Regions from separate parts of the Mus musculus genome. Here region 1 is linked to region 2. Evidence: chromatin contacts called from public Hi-C data. All regions are on one chromosome and are shown on one strand. Each heading gives the region's core, a stretch centred on a gene start, on an enhancer-like site or on the middle of the called end of the contact. The rest is flanking DNA. Distances are from core to core; before and after follow the strand shown.

Region 1 (5,919 bases), core at 3,086-5,585, 92 kb after region 2:
AAAGGGGACGTCTCAGCCAGTTCCTGTACTCTAGCAAACAGCAAAAGCATAAATGCAGCCTGGGGTCTTGGATAGAAAAAAAAAAAGATTTTATCCCACAGTGTAGAGGGAAACTAAAATTTGGTAAACAGCTTTGTTCCTTCCAGGGGCTCTGGCCTCTTCATGCCTTGGGAGACTTCAAGCCTTTAACTTGGTGTCTGAACTCTATCAAAATCAAGGATTAAGACGTCCTTTGGCAGGCCTTTTCGAACATGTCACTTTAATTACTTTTGACATTTTATTTGGTTTCCTTTCATTAGTGGAACAGCCAGAGTCTTGAGATTACAAACTCTCTTCGGTCTCCTTGGGGAGAATTCCCAACGCTGAGGTTGTGATCTTAGAAAAATCTGGTCTAGGTCCTTTCCTGGAAGCTGGGCTATGAGCATAGACACATCCCAGGCATAGCAGAGACTCTCTAAGAGGGCCTCTGGAAAGTTCCAGCTCTGTCAGAAGTGAAACAGTCACGAAAGTTTTGAGAAGAAGGTGACCAGACTAGGTTCCAACTCTGTGCTTCATCAATGACATTGACTTTCCTCAAAGCCAGCACTGGGGTCCTAGAGGCAACTGGAATCGTGAAGTTCAGAGAGCCCGGAGCCTTCCAAAAACACTTGAGACTAAATCTTCCATTCCTCTGTATAATTAATTTCTAAATACCTTTTACATGTAAGAAAGTCTGTTTTAAGGTTTTAAGGTGACCTTTTAAAGGAACATATAGAATCCCACAACCCTACTCTCAACATGGAGAAGGAAGAGACACTGCTGTGTACTTGGAGGGTCTGGGTCCAGTTCTCTGCCACCTCCCAGCTTGCACCACCAGGGATTGCCTCACTTTGCAGATGGACTATGAGAGCCCACCAGTCCTCCCTATTGTGAGGGTTGAAGGAGATAAATTCCTACTTGGCTGTTTGCATGGATTAGCCTAGCCAACGAGTACAGGTTGGCCTCTGAGCACCATACCTTCTGGATGCTTCTCTCTGATTTGGGAAAATACCTCAGAAAGCAGGGCATAAGGAAAGTAGAGAGAACAGAGGGGGCGGGCCTCAAAGCTGGGTTAGATCCCCTGTGGCTCTGAGGTACTTGACAAAGCATTAAGCTCCCTTGTGTCTAGTTCCCAGTTATCTCTCCCTGCACGTCTGTCCGACTACTCAGCTATGAGCGTCAGATGCCACCTTTACCTCTCTGGGAGGGCTGGGGTGGAGCGAGGCTGGGGAGAGGGCTCCCTATTTAGAAATTGCACTGAGATGGAAAGATGATATGACACATCAGTTCATGTCAAAAGAGCTCACTCTTCCGCCTACAGCATTAGCAATTTCCTATCAAGATTCAAATTAAAAAAAAAAGTGGTCCTCGTTTATTTTATTTGTCGAGTAATTCAACTAGACACGGCTGTTCTGAGTAGGGTGGGTGACTGCCCCAAGGGTGGATCGTGGGGTGGGGGTGGGGAATGTGTACTTTGGCTCTATGGGAAGAGCATGACAAGGGCATAGGAGTGGGAGGTCTTTGGCTTCTGCTTCAGATCTCTCAATCTACCTCAGGCCCCTTTTCTAGTCCCAGTCTGTACTTTGGAGCAGCCTGGTTTGGGGACCCCACAGTGGGAGAGCGGTAGCTAGGTGTGAGTTGCACCTGTGGAAAACCATTGTCTGCTTCTAGCCTTGACAATCTCCCCTTCACAAGGACACCGAAGTCCAGCAAGAGGCTGTGACTGCCTCAGGCCTCCTAGTACCCACATCCCTGTTTGGCACTTGGCCATGTTTTCTGTGTTCTTCTTTCTCTCTTCCCCACACCTAAACCTGCACTCCGCATAGTCTTTCTCCTCAGGGTTGAGTGGTCTGACATTTGGATGATGCCCTGGGAGGGTGAATCTGGTTTCTTCATATGGGACTACTTTTAGACGTGTTTAGGGGTTGGACTTGTGGGGCAAGGAGTCTTAGAGATACACAAGAGAGTTTTCTTCTGTTTTTGATTCTGGCTCCTCACCACAGTATTATCAGCAGCTGATGGCAAAGAGGAAGAAAACAGCTAGAATGAAGCTTGTCTTAGTGTAAGAAAAAAATATTTCTTAGTGTCACTTTCTGAATGTGTGCCATTATAGGTATCTGACTTGGTTTTTCTTATCTCCTACACCCACTGTCTCTGTGCTCGTCTCTTCTATCTCTTGTCAGTGTCTCTGTCTCTTTCCTGCAGTTACTCTGGCACTCCAAATGTCCTAGGAGCCTGGAGCTCAGGTTTCTTCCTGCAGCCCTGTCAGGGCAGAACCTCTTTCGCTCTGTTAGCTTGAGAAATGCCAGAGACGCAGAGCTGCCTGCCGAGTGTGGAGGTTGGATCCGGGAACAATGAGAAATTATCCGTTAATTCTCAGCTCCTGCCACCTGCTCTGCTCCGAACAGGCTCCTTCCCTTTCAGTGGAGAGGCAAATTCCCCTACTCAGTGTTAAGCAAAATATTGATTTCCCTGCGTCGCAGACCTGAGCCCTTGGAAAGGTGGTCCCCGTTTTTTGTTTTTGTTTTTGTTTTGTTTTGTTTTTCCATTCTTTGCAAAGGGAAACAAGGCGCTTTGTTCTGCTAATGTTCCCAGGAAACTCGAGAGGAGGAGGGAGAAATCGCCGCGGAGTGAGAGTTGCCATAAACACCAGCAGAGAGCAGCTCTCCATTTGTGTTTTACATAAACACAAAACCCCCGCTTGGGAAGCTGCTAATGAGAGTGTTGCCTGGGGCCTCGGAACTCCGAACTCTCCTCGGGGCTGAAATCTACATTGGTGATGGAGGGGAGGATATCGGGCGTCTGGGTTCCTCAGGTGGGTGGAAGGCAAGTGGAGAGGCAGAAGCTTACCTGTTGTTGGAACAGCAATCCAGCACCACTGCCTGGAAGGTGGTCTGGATTGAACCATGGATCAAGCCGTCCTCAGTCCCTTCCGCTCAAGTTCCCACACTTCTCTATGGCAGGCTCTAGGGACCCGGGTGGAAGCTGCGAACCCGCTATAATAGCCCCTCCCCACTCTTCCCTAACACAGCGCGCACAAGCTGATTATACCAACCGAATCTTCAGCACCGCGGACAGGGACACTGCGCCTGTTAGGAGAACCTCCAGGCTGAGAGAAGAGGTCTCTTAGGTTGAGGCCTTTCTCTTGCTACCCTGGGCACTGTCTGTCTCGTGTTTGCAACTATAAGGGCCAGTTGATGCGGCTGGTACAGATGGTGCATGGTGGTGATCGTCTGGAGCTACCGCTCCAAATCTCCTCTCTCTGGAACCTGAGTCGCAGCCCAAGCCACCTCCAATTAACGTGTATTCGGAGGAAGGACCCTCCTCCCTGACCACTCTCACTTGCACACACCAGCCCCGTAGCTGCAGGTGCAGGGGCTCCAGCTAAAGTTTCTTTCCCAGATCCTACTTCGGAAAGGCAACACAATGATGATAGGTGAAGGGTGGGAGTCTACTGTGATAGGGCCTTAAGGGAGTCGCTCTCCTGTCTGTTAGCAATGGCTCCTAGATTTCCAGGCCTGGGTGAAAGCATCCCGAAACTAACAGCCACCCTGCTTCTGAGTCTCACTTCACAGTTCCTGAGGGGAGCTCCTTTTACAGTCTAGCCTCCTATTTAGATTTCCGTCTTTTTGGTCCTTGTTATATATGCTTCATACAAAAATATATTATTTATGGTGGGTTTGGTCTGATGCGTGGAGGTGGGTCTGGTGGGAACCGAACCCCTTTCTGAAATGCTCCCCACTCCTATTCAGAAACTTTCTCCTCCTGTTGCCATGGAGAGAGACGGCCGCTGCCTCCAGTCGCCATAGCAACGTGCGGGTGCCTCGGACCGCAAGATTGCGGGGCTCTGAAAGTCTTCTTTACAGTTCCCCTCGCTCTGCCGTCTTGGGGTCTTATATCTCCGAAGCCCAGACCCGGAAAGTCTGGCTAACTTCTCCTGTTAACTCTCTTTGCAGGGTCCTCCCGCCATACAGTCAGACCACTCCTTTTTATGTTGTGTTATTGCGATGCCCACTTGTTTGGCATGTGGCAGTTTCCCCAACGTTTTCACAAGCACTACCTATATATTCCCAGGGAGCTCATAGAGCACCAGTAATTATTACACCTCGTTTACGAAATGGAAAACTGAGTCCCAGAAAGGCCCAAGGTCATATCCGCAGTGAGGACTCAGTTGGCCTTGATCCTGCATGATGTGGGACAGCGGGGTTGGAACCTGCCCGGACTCAGGCAAGTCCCTGAGTGTGGAGGGGGCGGCCGTGAGGCGCCAGACTTGCCAGCTGCCGCGGGATGCCACGTGAGGGGCGGGGACCCTGCGGGGAAGTGATTAAAAGCAGAGCGGAGCCTCAGGGGGCCGCTGCGGGGAGGGTCTTCTTGGGGCCTTCTTACCCCGCCCCAGTCCGGCCGCGGCTGGAGTTCGAGCCACTACTCCGCTGGCCTGAGTGTCCGGGGCATGAGCGGGGTTTGGGGGGCCGGAGGGCCTCGGTGCCAGGCGGCGCTCGCGGTCCTGGCTTCTCTGTGCCGGGCCCGGCCGCCCCCTCTCGGGCTGGACGTTGAGACTTGTCGGAGCTTCGAGCTGCAGTCCCCGGAGCAGAGTCCAAGCGCGGCAGACTCAGGTACTGGGAGACCCAGGTCCCTCTCCACTCCTGGATTTCTCTTCTCAGTGGCCTCCCCTGCCCAAGGTACCAGCCCAAGGGCCCCAGAACCTCAGAAGTCTAGCTCGGAGTCCCAGTCTGGGTCAGTTCCCTGGCTCACCGCCCGCAGGGAGAGATTCGAAGAGGACCTGAGAGGAGAGAACCCTTCTCCTTCCAGGTCACTAATTATGAGAGCCCGGAGATGCGGCATCCTTGGGGCCTCAGTTTCCCTTGTGTCTTGGGCTCATCCCAGGAGCGATTGGCCAGGGTGAGGGGAATGGAGACGTCCTGGGCACGGAGGAAAGCTGTGTTTCAGGGGGTGGGGGGCTGTCCAGGGTTCAGGATCTAGGATCCAGGGCTCATTAGTGACTGGGTAAAGGCTGGCGGTGCCACTGGGCTTGGGAAAAACTTGCGCCTGCAGCTGGCACGCGGTCTTTGTGTCCAGGTTTCTCAGCAGCGAGTGGCTGTCTGCGTCTCGCCGGGGGGGAGGGGGGACGGGGGGCGGGGTGGGGAGAGTGTCGTGGCGTACCCCCACCCCCACCCGGCACCCCTATAACTCGCTTCCTCGGTCTCTCTCTGACTCACTCGGACTCCGGGCGGGTGTTCAACTGAGCCGGTGCCTCTCACCGACTTTGCCAGGCGGGAACCTCCTGCCCCGGCCCCGCGGACCCTGCGCCGGACGCAACCCCGGCAGCCGCCAAGTCTAGGCGGCAGCCCGAGCCGAGTCCAGCTCCTGAGCCCGGGTGAGTCCTGAGCCCGAGCCCCTCGGGGACCCGGTCCTGCGTGCAGCCGCGACGTCTCGCGGGAGTCGCGACAAGAGGGGTGGCGTGTCGCGCCCTGGCGGCGGGAGCCGCGGGAGTGTCCGCGGCGTGACAGCCGACCGGCCCGGGTATGTACCTGCTGCACCAGTCTTTGCCGCCAAGCTCTCCTGCTGCAGCGGGATCCTTTGTCCCGCAATTAGGAGGGTACAGGACAGAGGAAGTATGGGTCGTGTCCCCTCGGAGGGAAGGGCCCGGGGGCAGCCTGCGGCCCGGAGCGAATGCGGCGTGGGGGTGGGGAGATCCTGCAGAGACCCAAGCGCTGGAGTTCCTTGGGGCTCTGCAGACTCACCGTACCTTGTCCGCGACTGAGACCCCGATCAAGACCCTGACCAAGACCCTAGTGGCTCCGGGCCTAGGCTTAAGTGGGAGTCGCTTCGTGGTTCCATATGGCTAGTGAGGGAAAGACAGGAGGGGGCTGCTAAAGGCAGAAATGTGGTCCTCACGCATCT
Region 2 (6,343 bases), core at 1,100-3,599:
ACGCAGCATTGCTTTAAATAACACACAGGACAATGTCTGTATCATCCGGGTGCCGAAGGGCTGAGGCAAACAGGGCTGGGTTACAATCTCAACTCTGGTCAAGTTACTTGTCCATTCATTCACTGATTCCATGAAAACGCTGAGGATACATAGCTGCTGCACCAGACACCTTGTCTGGCGCTGACTCCATGACAAGCAAGGCATTGTTTCTGTCGTTAAGGAGAGCTAGTAGTCTAGGGTTGGGCAAATGGCTCAGAGGTAGGAGCACTCACTATATTACTATGAAGACGTCAAGTTTAAAAAGCATGGTGTGGTTGATCATGCCTGTAATCCCAAAGCTGGTGGAAGGACAGAGATAGGAGGATTTCTGGGGCTTGCTGGCTAGCAAGTCAAGCTGGGGAAAAATACCAGAAGAAGGCTGTAAGCTGGCTTAGTGAGTAAAGGCACCTGCTGCTAACTCTGATGACCTGAGCTGGATCTCTGGAACGCAGACTGCAGACGGGGAGAACTGGCTTCCACTAGTTCTCCTTTCACCGAGGCAAGCTTGTTTCCACCTCTAACCTGACACAAATAAGTTAATAAATGTATTTAAAAATGTTAAAAACTGATAAAAAAAAATTCAGTGACACTGTCCCAAGAGTATAAGGCAAGTGTTAGAGCTGGACACCTGATGTCCTTCTCTGACCTCTGTGTATTTGCACATATGAGCACATGTGCGTGCGCGCGCGCGCACACACACACACACACACACACACACAGTTGCACATATGCATATGCACGCACATGTACACAAATAAACACATACATGCACACAGACACACATACATGTACACACACATACACACAGGTTCACACGTGCACACAAACACATATGCTAGTGAAACTCACACAATTATAAGTAAGTGAAAGGCGGCAAAGGAACACACGGGAAAAAGGAAGGTCAGGGTCTTCTAAAAGGAAGCAGCTTCTTAGTCAAAATTAGCCAGTAAGAATCAGCCAGGCACGGTGAGGAAGGAAAACACAAGAGCTGCCCTGTGGGCAGAGCGCCCCACCTTTACAGTAGCCCTGGCAGACCTATGGCCCGCTATTGCAAAGGACTTAGGTATATCACCAGAATGGTCCCTATTAACCCAGTGAGCACCAATGTACAGACAATTCCATTGTGCTTACTGGGGTTGTGAATCTTGCACTTTGGGTAACTGAAAAATAGGCCAAACCCTGACTTGACAGTTTCCCTGGGCTGACTTAGAAATAGGGTCTGGGATCTGCAACCCTATAGGTGGAACAACATTATGAACTAACCAGTACCCCCGGAGCTCGTGTCTCTAGCTGCATATGTAGCAGAAGATGGCCTATTTGGCCATCAGTGGAAAGAGAGGCCCATTGGTCGTGCAAACTTTATATGCCTCAATACAGGGGAACGCCAGGGCCAAGAAGTGGGAGTGGGTGGGTGGGGGAGTTGGGGGGGAGTGGGTGGGGGGGTATGTGGGGGACTTTTGGGATAGCATTGGAAATGTAAACGAAATAAATACCTAATAAAAAAAAAGAAATAGGGTCCTCTTCCATCCCATGACTGCTAGACACGGTCAGTGCAGTCTCCACTCTCCTTAGTAACACTGCTCCTGACCTCACACCCGACTGGTGGCTCTGGATTCAAGGCCACCGTACAATAGAGGAACACCAGTGACATATCCCAAGCCATTTTCACAGCTAAAAATAGTTCCCTTAAATGACATCCACTCGGGCCCCTGGGAATCCCCCATAACCATCGGACATCTCAAAGGAAATGGTACCTGTTCCAGGTCCCATGGATATCCTCTGGGATGCACTCCCTAGTCTCAGGTTTGCCATAACCCTAATATCCATGTCATACAGTTCTCCAATTCCACTGGTTTGGAATTCACTAACCTCTTGGCCACACCAAAAGGTACGTGGTGTGTGTGTTCTTTGGGACTAATCCTCTGTATAGCCCTCTCACAGTTCATACAGGATGATCAACCAGAACTCCATGTCCTGGTCCATGTGGTACCCCAGCTATTATATTATCAGGGAGAGAGGTGTTGGCCAGCAACACCTACAGACCTCTCATCATCATTTGTGCCACTCCAGGCCCAACATTATCTGTGCCCCCCAAAATGGAAATAGGCTGTCCGTAGTGTTTAGGCTTTTCCCAACCAAGCAAGATTTCAGGGATGATTCTTAAAGCCACATCTTGCTTCATGAAACATCAGAGAGAAATCTGGTCAGGAAACTCCAGAAAATAATTTCTCAGCCATCTGTCTTCCCCTGAATGGCAGCCAGAGATCGCTCACCAAGTCATGTGTGGCAGCTCAGTTGGAAAGAGACCCAAGCCAAGGTGCCAGGGTAGCTGTGCTCTGTTTGGTGATGGCAGCTGCTGGCAGGCTGCTCCTGGGTCAGGGGGAACAGATGACTTAAGGACAAGAAAATGGGCTCCCCAAACCTTCCCAGTTATTCAATGATTGAACTTCACTTCCATCTGACAAGGCTGATTCACTGGCCAAGCCCTGACTGGGGTGTGTGTGTGAGGGGTGGATGGTGGTGGTGCGGGGAGATGGGTAGAGACTGGGCGGGGCAGGGCGGGGGGTGGCAGACTCTACTTATGCCAATTTAGTATGGTCATAGTTAGAAAGAAATGGGAGCTGGTTACCTAGAATAGTATCTTCCCCAGTTCTCTGAGATTCTTTTATGCCCAGGTGCCCCTAGGCTTGGAAGCAGGACAAGATCCTCAAAGGATCTGTTGAAAGCTGGCTGGCCTTCGATCAATGATCTGTGTGAGCTTTCAAGGGGGAAGCAGGGAGAGGAAAGCAGGACAGACAGGCACTGCTCTCCAGGAGAGGCAAGGTGTTTGCACTTGAGGGAGAGCCCTCTGACCTCCTTCCCACCTTCCAGGTGCGGCACCCCTGACTGGAGCTGAGCAGGCAGGCAGCCTCCTCCTCTTCCCTGGAGTCCTTTCTCACCAGGAGGTATCATGGAACAATTGTGACTGAGTTAGAGCCTAGCTGTTGCCAGAGTCCTCATGTCCTCTAACCACTCCCATTTAACTGCACAGAACAAGGATTTTTGTCACCAGGAAAAGGGAACAAACAGACAAAAAAAAAAAAACGAAGCCAACAAACAAGAAGAAAAAAAAATAATAAGAAAAGCTCATAGGTCTCTTCTCTACCTGCCACCTTCCCCTCATCAGCTTGTAGCTCTAGAGGGTGGAGGGCTGAAGCAGATAGGATTGTATTCATGGTGGTGAAGGGAGGGTGTCTTAGAGTTACTATTGCTGTGATGAAATACCATAACCAAAGCAACTTGGGGAGGAAAGGGTTTATTTGGCTTACACATCCATCTTACTGTTCATCATCCAAGGAAGTCAGGACAGGACCGTGAAGGCAGGATCTGGCTTGCTGGTTTGCTCTTAATGGCTTGATCATCCTGCTTTCTTACAGAGCCCAGACCACTAGTCCAGGGATGGCCGCACCCACAATGGGCTGGGTCCTCCCCCATCAGTCACCAGTTTCTTAAAAAGTGCTGGACAGGCCTGCTTGTCTAACAGCTCAGTCTTCTGGACACATTTTTCTCACTTGGGGTTCTCTCCTCTCAGAATACTGTCCCTGTGTCAAGTTGACACAAAACTATCCAGCACAGAGGGTTCACTGAGATTCCCGGCACAAGCTGAGATGCTTTTGAAACCAGGTAATGTTATATGATCTCAGAGTGGGGACTGCTCATGTCTGGCTTTGCACAGAACTCACAGAGGACCTGGGAAGGTTTCTTTAACAGCAGCTTGATGGGTAAGTGGAGCTTCCAGAAGATCCGGCAAGGTGGCCCCAAGCAGTGAGGTAGCTGGAAATGTTATGAATCCCTGCCTTATTTTTCCTAAATTCCAAAGAAAAATAGGAAACAGATTATTTATAGTTTGGCACAAACCAATGGAAAGAAAGGGGTCTAATTTTCTCTTCCCACCCTGAACTGCAGCTGTTTTACAACTTATAGAAAACCATGGAACAAAGGTCAGACTATGCTAACTTGAGAATGAAAGCCCTCAGGTCTGGGCCTCAAGTGGGAAGTGGAGGTGGATTGTCCTTTTGGATAAGATGTTTGTTAGGGTCCAACAGAGAGTCAGACAGCACCAGGGTGGGGCCCTGACGAATGAGCGTTCAGGTCCAATAGGCAGAGTTGGGGTGTCTTTCTTATAGGTCCCAGAAGAAGAAGGGTGTTCATGGGGTCAGGCAGTCTCTGATTTTTGAGCAGCAGGGGGAGTGGACGAAATTCCGGGGAAGAGTGTGTCCTCTGAGGCTGTGGGAAGGAGGGGGGCATTTTGTTAACGTGTATCTTTTATATGGGTGGGGGATGGGCCAGCAATCCTGGAATCCAGGCACCTGGGTGTGTGAGATGGGTGTTTTTTGTTTTCTATAAAATGTAGTTAGCCTGACTAGGGTCTTCATTTATGAACCTCTTCCTTCTCCTTTGAGCCAATGAGCCAATCATATCATAATGTGAATGTGAATTCCCACCAATAGGATGAGGTACAGTTGCCGGGATAAAAGAGTTCATTTCAGCTGTGCAGCTCCACACTGGCTCCATTTGGGTGCTGGCACTCTCTCTTTGCTAAAAGAAATTGCCTTGCTGAGTTACTTCTGCTTTATTCCTGTGTTTCTTTGTGGGAAACCAAGATTATTCTTTTCCTAGCGTGGTGAGCCTGTTAGGGGTTCACAGACAGTACGAGGGAGGGCAGAGTACAGGACACATCCAAACAACAAATTCTCAGCACAAAGGAGATTACCCTGGAGGGGCAAGCAGGAGTGGACTTAGACTGCAAAGGTAGACAGGTCAGCAAGCAGCAGCAGCAACCCTGTTCTGTTCAGTTTAGGTGCCCTGCATGTTCTGGGCCTGGCAGAGGTCTTTCTCTCTAGGTCCATTCCTTTGATAAGCGTAGGGTAGAAGCTTTTTGTGTCTCTTCTTTTGGAGGTCGGTTTCCAGATCCACTTGCTAGTGAGTTCCTGAATGTACTTCGTAGTCCAGCCTACCCAAGCGGGGTTCCTTGGGGTGATGTTTGAAGGTGCAAATTTCTTGGCTCCACCCTAGGGACCCACAGACTCTGGAAGGAGCCTGGGAATCCAGTATCTACAGCCAGCAGGCAGACTATTGTTAAGTTTGTCGTAGAGGTTGTCCAGGCTTCTGCTCCCCTTCCCAGCTAGTGTCTCTGTCCCTACGCTCCTGAAAGAGAGGTATTCAGAGGGGAAACAGCTCCAGAATGAGCAGTCCAGAGCTAACTAAAAACAAGCCAGGAAGCAAGACGGTGCTTACATTTCTCTTCTCCCTATTAAGCTCTACCCCACGGTGTCTTCCCCTCCAGAGGGAACCCCAGGAAATGTGCGGCCCAGTCTTCTCTGAAGCCCATTTTCCCCAGGGTTGAGTCCATTATAAGTAGATGTGTAAGTTGTAGGTATGCTTTTAGGACTTTAAGGACCCCTAAAGTTAAAAAGTTCACCAGGGGAAAGGATAGCAGTACTCTGCGCATGCGCAAGTCCTGCTGGAAAAGCAGTCGTTTCTGAAGCTGGTTTGAACCGACCACGTGTCTCGCTTTTCATGTCCTGTTTTGGGGAGCCCTAAACTAGCCTAGCTGGAGAGATCACTCCCACTCTCTGTCCCGGGGCGAGGGAGCACTGGTCAGTCCCTTCTGAAGCCAAGCTTCTGCAGAAAGTACAAGGCCCCTAGTGCTCTGGAATGGGTCAAGCCTGAGGGAAGAGGGGAAAAGCGGTGGATTCATGCGTCTTTGTACAGTGCACAGCCTGTAAAACCTTATGCAGCTCTGGGGAGAGGAGCCTTAGCAGCTGCAAATTTCTTTATCTGAAACTTACAACATTTGTACCTGAATTTAGTTTAATGCTTTATTTAAATATTTAATGTTTCTATTATTTAAATGTGTAGGTATAAGGGAAGTGTGTGTGTGTGTGTGTGTGTGTGTGTGTGTGTGTGTGTGTGTGTGTGTGTGTGTTAAGGGAAGGGTGTCTGCATATGAGTACAAGAGTCTACCCAAGGTGTCCAGCAGAGGGTATGAGATCCCCAACAGCTAAAGTTACGGATTGTGCGACACTTGATGTGGGTATTGTGAACTAAGCCTGGTTCTCTGTGAGGGAAGTTTGTGCTTTTAAGTGCTGAGTCATCTCTCCAGGCCCTTTAATGCTTGATTTTAAAGCATTCAAAGGCTAGGCCTTAGGGGCCAATGAGCCAAAGAAAAGCCATTGCCCTTAGGTTCATGAGGTGTAGCACCTAATGCATCCAGGTGGGTGCAGGGCTGTCAGATGGTAGCTAGCCCACTTGGAGAAGGTGC

The links. Hi-C and Micro-C count contacts between places; a contact is called where the count stands out from the background.
Region 1: a Hi-C map of cerebellar granule neurons shows a contact between it and region 2, with 2.0 times the contacts expected there. The contact joins the promoter of Syt6 here to the enhancer-like site in region 2. A contact is called at or near these places in 1 of 39 promoter capture datasets (embryonic stem cells), 3 of 484 Hi-C or Micro-C datasets (cerebellar granule neurons, microglia and nephron progenitors), 4 of 115 datasets of contacts at active chromatin or transcription factors (SST interneurons, embryonic stem cells, memory CD8 T cells and 1 more) and 1 of 9 other capture datasets (adipose tissue).

The regions. Positions count from the first base shown.
Region 1 is chr3:103,570,910-103,576,828 of GRCm38.p6, forward strand. It overlaps Syt6 (synaptotagmin VI), which reads left to right and starts at 4,336. Exons shown (of 8, transcript NM_018800.5): 1 at 4,336-4,631. The coding sequence starts at 4,469.
Region 2 is chr3:103,481,167-103,487,509 of GRCm38.p6, forward strand. No RefSeq gene overlaps it. Among named protein-coding and RNA genes, the nearest start is that of Gm34049, 17 kb to the right of the region's middle. Within about 2 kb of position 2,350, at least 10 of the 459 cell types and tissues checked have an H3K27ac peak or open chromatin away from gene starts, as enhancers often do. A contact at or near this core is called in cerebellar granule neurons, where this site is marked.